Regions from separate parts of the Zea mays genome. Here region 2 is linked to region 1. A link is a contact called in public Hi-C data. All regions are on one chromosome and are shown on one strand. The core of a region is the stretch at or near the end of the contact, and the rest is flanking DNA. Distances in the headings are between cores, read along the strand shown. Region 1 holds the start of LOC103631853. Region 2 has its middle 18 kb from the start of LOC103631866.

The links. Hi-C and Micro-C count contacts between places; a contact is called where the count stands out from the background.
Region 2: a Hi-C map of leaf shows a contact between it and region 1, with 4 times the contacts expected there. The contact joins the enhancer-like site here to the promoter of LOC103631853 in region 1.

The regions. Positions count from the first base shown.
Region 1 is chr7:555,328-558,653 of Zm-B73-REFERENCE-NAM-5.0, reverse strand. It overlaps LOC103631853, which reads left to right and starts at 1,708. Exons shown (of 7, transcript XR_004851308.1): 1 at 1,708-2,489; 2 at 2,632-3,326. LOC103631852 (transcription factor EMB1444) reads right to left here and starts at 1,193. Exons shown (of 12, transcript XM_035960782.1): 1 at 241-1,193; 2 at 1-62.
Region 2 is chr7:819,123-822,196 of Zm-B73-REFERENCE-NAM-5.0, reverse strand. No RefSeq gene overlaps it. Among protein-coding and RNA genes, the nearest start is that of LOC103631866, 18 kb to the left of the region's middle. Within about 2 kb of position 1,541, at least 20 of the 20 cell types and tissues checked have an H3K27ac peak or open chromatin away from gene starts, as enhancers often do. A contact at or near this core is called in leaf, where this site is marked.

The sequences.
Region 1 (3,326 bases), core at 459-2,958:
CAGCAACAGACAGTAGGTCGTTCAGAATCTTGCCACAAGCTCGGTCAGAAAAGCACAACAGCCTGCATTTATCAGGTCATAGAAAGCATTTGAGAAGATTCAATTAACCAGTACCGAATACATTTCAGTATTGTTTATATGCCTATAGAACTTACAACAAACTTATAAATGATTTTGGCCGCGGCTTTGTAATTTACAGAGTAACTTGGAATATACACGAAATAGTGTTCCAATATGTACCCTGACTGACGAAACAGTATTGTTTTTTGAGTGGAACTTCATTCAAATAAGACAATATATGTGGATGAGGCTACTTCACATGAAATCTGCAAGCAAAATTCATAGAAAATGGTAAAAATACTAACAGTTCCACAAGCACCTACTATGAATAAAGATAGCCTTCCAATATTGAATTCAAGCAATGAAGCACCTTTCATCAACAGCCACATAGCCATTACTCAGACATTCATAATGAAAGAAACTACTAGGTAAAATGACATACTCTACAGAGTATAATAATGATTTACTCCCTCGGTCCTGTAATCTAGTGCATTCAAGCATTCGAAAAGTGTACCCAAATGTAAGGAGTTTTAGGGGGGTAAGAGGCAGTTTTGCATTGAATTATAGCACAAATTTGGTATGTATTATATCGGTACTTGCAATTTATCAACCAAACTCCATTAATCACACTGATGGTAACATCTTATTAGGAAATTAAGTTTATGTGTCTGTATTTCCTCTTAATTAGTCTCAAAAATCTCTAGAATACACTACATTACAGGATGCAGGGAGTAGTTCCTTCCAAGTAGCATGAAGTTGAACTAACATGGGCCTTCATAACGTACATAGGAAATGACATGGGTCTTTATATTAATACAATGAGGATCAGATAATCTCCATATTCTGAGCAATGAGGCTCTGAAATAACAGTGTACAACAGCATCCATGATCTGAAGAACTCAACTAATAGATAAACAGATCTGATGCTCAGGCACATCAAAGCTTTATCAGCTTATTGATATGATCTTTTAGGACGGCGTCGAAACGGACGGAAGAGACGTGCGCGCGGTCGGAAGGGAGCATGGAGGCGGCGAGTTCTGAAGAGGGTGCCGCGTGAGGGCGGCGTGTGACTATGGAGGCTACATCAGCGGCTACTGCTAGCGGCGGGGAGGAGGACACGATAGACTCCATGCGGAATACAGGTAGTAAGGAGGGTTATTTTGCAAAACATCCATGGTCCATTTGGGCTAGTTGTGCTGCGTGGCATTGCAACTTTAATGGGCCGGCCTGGAAAATTTGTTCGGGCCCTGTTGGGCTCTTTTGAGGAAATTGTATATTTGCCACTTTTTTCCTTGAGGATTGGATAGAGATGCTCTAGTTGTCTCCTAGCTAGTGTCATCTATCTCAGCTCTAGTGTGTAGTGGCAAGTATGGGTATGGTTAGCTCACCAAACGATGGTCGATAGGTGAACGCTGCCTTTTGCTCTCTGCTGATCTGCTGCTGTGTGAGAACGAAAGGCACAATTAAAGCACCTAACATTCTTTCAAAAAAAAAGTGGCAAGTTTGTGGTCTCTCAGGCTAATCAAGACAGACAGGGTATTAATTACTGAGATTAATTAACTATGTCGATGTTACAATAGTGTCCATCAGGATCCATGTCTAAAACGAAGAAAAGTAGCTCTCCTACTCTATATGTTGTTACTGTAGACGTCCACACACGCTCTGTTCTGCCTGCCGCGTGCAATCCGCCGCCCGCGCAATCCGCCAGCGCGCAGACCTTTCCATCCGCGCCCGCGCCAAAACCGCCGCCCCTGCGCCAAATCCACCGCCACGCCCTGCTCGCCGATGGAAGGTCCGCCGCCTGCCGCTCTATTCTCCACGCGCAATCCGCCAGCGCGCAGACCTTTCCATCCGCGCCCGCGCCAAATCCGCCGCCCTTGCGCCAAATCTGCCGCCACGCCACTACTCGCCGATGGAAGGTCTCCACGCGCAATCCGCCGCCTGCCATCGCCAGCGCGCAATCCTTTCCATCCGCGCCCGCAACGCCCGCCCCTGCGCCAAATCCTCCTTGGACGCGCCCCGACGGCTGGCGCAACCCGTCGAGCAAATCCGCGTAGATCCCGTCTCCATCTCCCGTCAACCAGGCGAGTCCCGCCGTGAATGTCGCCCACCTCCCTTCGACTCCGACGCTCCCAGGACCACACCGCCCAAGCCGTCGAGCAAATCCGCGTTGTGCAAGTGGTGGCGCAGCCTCGCGCCCGCCCTGCTCGCCGCCGCACTGGCGATCACGGTGGCCGCGCTGCGGCCGGCGACGGAGCACGCGGACGCCAAGGGGCGGCCGCCGCTGTGGTTCTGGCCAGGAGGAGTGTTCAAAGTGGCCCTGTTCGCGGACCTGCATTATGGCGAGGACGCGTGGACGGACTGGGGCCCCGCGCAGGACGCCGCGTCCGACCGCGTCATGGCCGCCGTCCTCGACGCCGAGAACCCAGGTGCGTGCCTGCGCACGCTCTCCTTTTGCTTTCCTGGACCCTTTCCCTTTTCCTCCGAAAGAATCAAAGAACTGAAACGGAACTCCCTCTCTACCTCATGGTCTCTGCGGCGGCGGAATCCGATCCACGCATCTTCGCTCAGACTTGGTGGTGTACGAGCAGCCATAGATGTGCAGACATCCCTATTGGAAGAAGATCCGAACAAGAATTATCAAGAAGACAAAAGGTAAATAATACAACACCCATACTTATTCTTCTTCTGATTTTTGATAGTTTATGAAGAACAATAATATTGTGCAAACTGCTAAGCTGCTAGCTTGTTATCTATTTTTAGACAATATACACCTCTTGTTAAGAATGGAGAGGTAGGAGATGATCCTGGAGGCAGCATGTCAAAGATAGAACTCACATGTTTGTTGTTCTTCTATTTTTTTATCGCTCATAAGGAAAATTGAGACCCTGCTCTTGATGTTTTAGACATGGCGTACTTCCTGTTATGGTGCCTGAAATTGGCATGAAGTTTCAGGATGAGGTAGAGGCTTGGAAGTTTTGGAATACATATGGTAACACGGTTTTGAGGTTAGAATGAGAGATGCAAACAAAAGAAAATCTATTGGAATACTGAGATCATTTAGATTTATTTGTGCAAAAGAGGGTCAGTGGAAATAAGGTAAAATAAGTCATCTTGTAAACGGCCACGAGCTAAAACTAGAACTAAATGTCTTGCTGTATTTTGAACTAAATGTATTATTATTGTTCTATCTTTTGGAGATAGAAATACGAGCATGCAGTCAATCTCAGCATGCATTTAGTTTCAATTAAATCTTGGTAAACAAC
Region 2 (3,074 bases), core at 292-2,791, 260 kb before region 1:
AAGAACCGAACCTCGGTAAAACAAATCCGCGTGTCACACTCTCCATTTGGTTGCGATTTGTTTTCCACCCTCTCTTGCGGACTCATTTATTATTACTAACGCTAACCCCGGCTTGTAGTTGTGATTATTTTTGTAAATTTCAGTTTCGCCCTATTCACCCCCCCCCTCTAGGCGACTATCAGTAGTTTATGTCAAGGAAACATGTGTGGGGTCAGTAACAGTAGGCTCTCACTAAAGATCAATGGGTGTATGACTAGTATGTTTGGCCGATAATAGCCAAAGCATGAGTTTTCGTTAATTTCGAAGGCTAACACCTATGGATTTTTTACCTAAATGGTCTCCATGAGAAACCAAATAATATGATTTATGTCTAGGAAACTTGTATGGGGTATGTAATATGATACTCTCACTCATGATCAATGGGCATATGGCCAGTATTTTTGGCCGAAAAGGCCAAAGCGTGAGTTTTCATTAATATCGAAGTATAACACATGGATTTTTGACTGATAAATGGTCTCCACAAAAAACCAAAAAATATGGTTTATATGGAGGAAACATGTGTGAGGTAAGTAATAGGATACTCTCACAACGTGAGTTTTCGTTAATATCGAAGGCTAACACCTATGGATTTTTGACCGATAAATGGTCTCCACCAAAAACCAAGAAATGTGGTTTATGTCAAGGAAACAAATGTGTGATATGTAATAGGAGAGTCCCACTCACGATCAATTGGCATATGACCAGCATTTTTGGCCGAAAACGGCCTAAGCGTGAGTTTTCGTTAATATAGAAGGCTAACAATTATGGATTTTACTGATAAATGGTCTCCACCAAAAATCAAATAATATGTTTTATGTCAAGGAAACATGTCTAGGGTAAGTAATAAGAGACTATCACTCATGATCGTTAGGCATATGTCCAATATTTTTGGCAGAAAACAGCCAAAGCATGAGTTTTCGTTAATATCGAGTGCTAGCGTGATTTTTCATTAATATCGAAGGCTAACAACTACGAATTTTTGTAATGCCCAAATTGTAAATAGTAAAAAATAGAGATTGATTTTCTTTATGTGTATGGCTTTTACTTATTAACACATGTGAACACCACATTTAAAAGTAAATAATTAACAAATGACACATCTCTAATTTGTGCATCATGTTGGCTTTTACTTGTATGTGCATTTAATTATACTAGTAGTCACATTAATGGAAATAAATTAATATCAAAAAATTGGATTTAAGTCCTAAATTGGAGAATTGTAAAAGGGAAATAACAAAGAGAAAGGGAGAAAGAAAATCTTATATAAATAAAAATAAAATATATAAATAAATATTATTTACGTTAGAATTTGAATTTGCGCAATTGGCCAAAGTGTGAAACCCACAATCAAAATTTAATTCAAATTTGAAATCAAGCTAGGCTCACTACACCATTTTCGGCCCAGATCCTCACCTCTCCCGCGTGGCCCAGAGGACGACAACACGCGCTGACCGGTGGGACCCCCTACCAGCGACTTACCCCGCACGTACTCGCGTCCCTGGCTTTCTCGCTGGCGGGTGGACCACTGCCCTTTCTCCATGGCTGATCTCGTTGGTCCGTATGACATGTGGGCCCGGTCAAACAGAACCGTCCCTTCCAGGGAACCCGCGCTGCAACGGAGCCTGAATTGGCCGCGCACGTCCACGATCGAGCCGAGGATTCCGGGTCCGCGGTGCATATATCCACGCCCGCCTTCCCTGGAGTCGCTGCTCGCTCCTTTTCTCACGCTCCAACTTCCCCATCTACGCCGCCGCCATGTAGACTGGGTCAAACCAAAGGAGAAGACCCCCACCGTCGCAGACGCATGTGATTGTGGTGCGCTGGGCAGTGGCGATACATTGTTGAGCTACTCGGGGTTGCAAGGTTGCTCGCCGAGGCCATGGTGAGCGCAAGGGAGCTTCTTGGGGACAAGAATTGCTCGTCGTCACCGGAGAATCACCGCCGAGCGCGCAATCGTGTGGGCAGGGCCACCACTGTTCCGACTTGTGGTGATAACCCCTCCGTATGCCTTGTCTTACTTTTCTACGTGCGTAGCACCTCTCGGGTTCGAATTGGGGCGCCATTCGTGCGGATCTGCGGTGCGCCAGTGATGGTCCGCCGCGGGCGCGGGGCGGCGCTGCTTCTGGCGGCCTCAGGTTTGGCCAGGGTGTTGTGGCCGTCGGCCACAGGATGGGCGGTCTAGATCAAAACGAGAATATCGATTGAGGTATGGGGTCGGGGAGCGTCCGATCAGGATTGGACGATCGATACCTACATCAGTTGTGTTAAATCGTGTGCGTTGATTGCGGATCGGGCGGTCTGCATCACGTACCAATTCGCGGGGTCTTGGTCTAATCTGGTGCGTCCGATTGGGATCGGACGGCTCTGGGCAAAGCATACCCCTTGGGCCAGGAGATTTTGTCAAAGAGACCCCGCAGAAGATAGAAATCAACCCGCGATCCTCTCAACTATAGTCTGAGTCTAGGGCATTTTGCAAGTTTAACCTCGAGCTATCTGTTATTAGTGAGCGCAGTCCATACATTTAATGAAACCAGAGAAATTATTTAGAAAATGATTTCTAGTACAAAATCAATTGCAGAAACTTGATTAATTCCTATAAAATTCATTTTAGCTTCTTTTTAGTCCATTCCAGTTCCTATAGTTTTGTATTAATATTGTCTATCACTTGGTAACATTGTTTTAACATGAAAACTATACTAGAATTGATTACTCAATTAATTTTGTACCAAGCACATACGAACTTCGGAAAATCATAACTTAAAATCCGTAACTCTGAATTTAGTGATTCTTTTTCCTACGATCTCGTTACGACATGTAGATTATTATTATGTATTATGTATTCATGTTTGGTGTGATGTTAGTTTATCCTTGTACCATATTTGTTTGTATTGTGGCGAGTAGAAGGGCCAGTGGCCGAGGATCTGGGTGTTCAGCAGGTAGAAGTTGCTAAGCAGGAGCTCATTGAAGGCAAGTTATGCCCTTGACCACTTTTATTTACCCAATAATGTTCTTTATAATCATTTATTCATGCATTG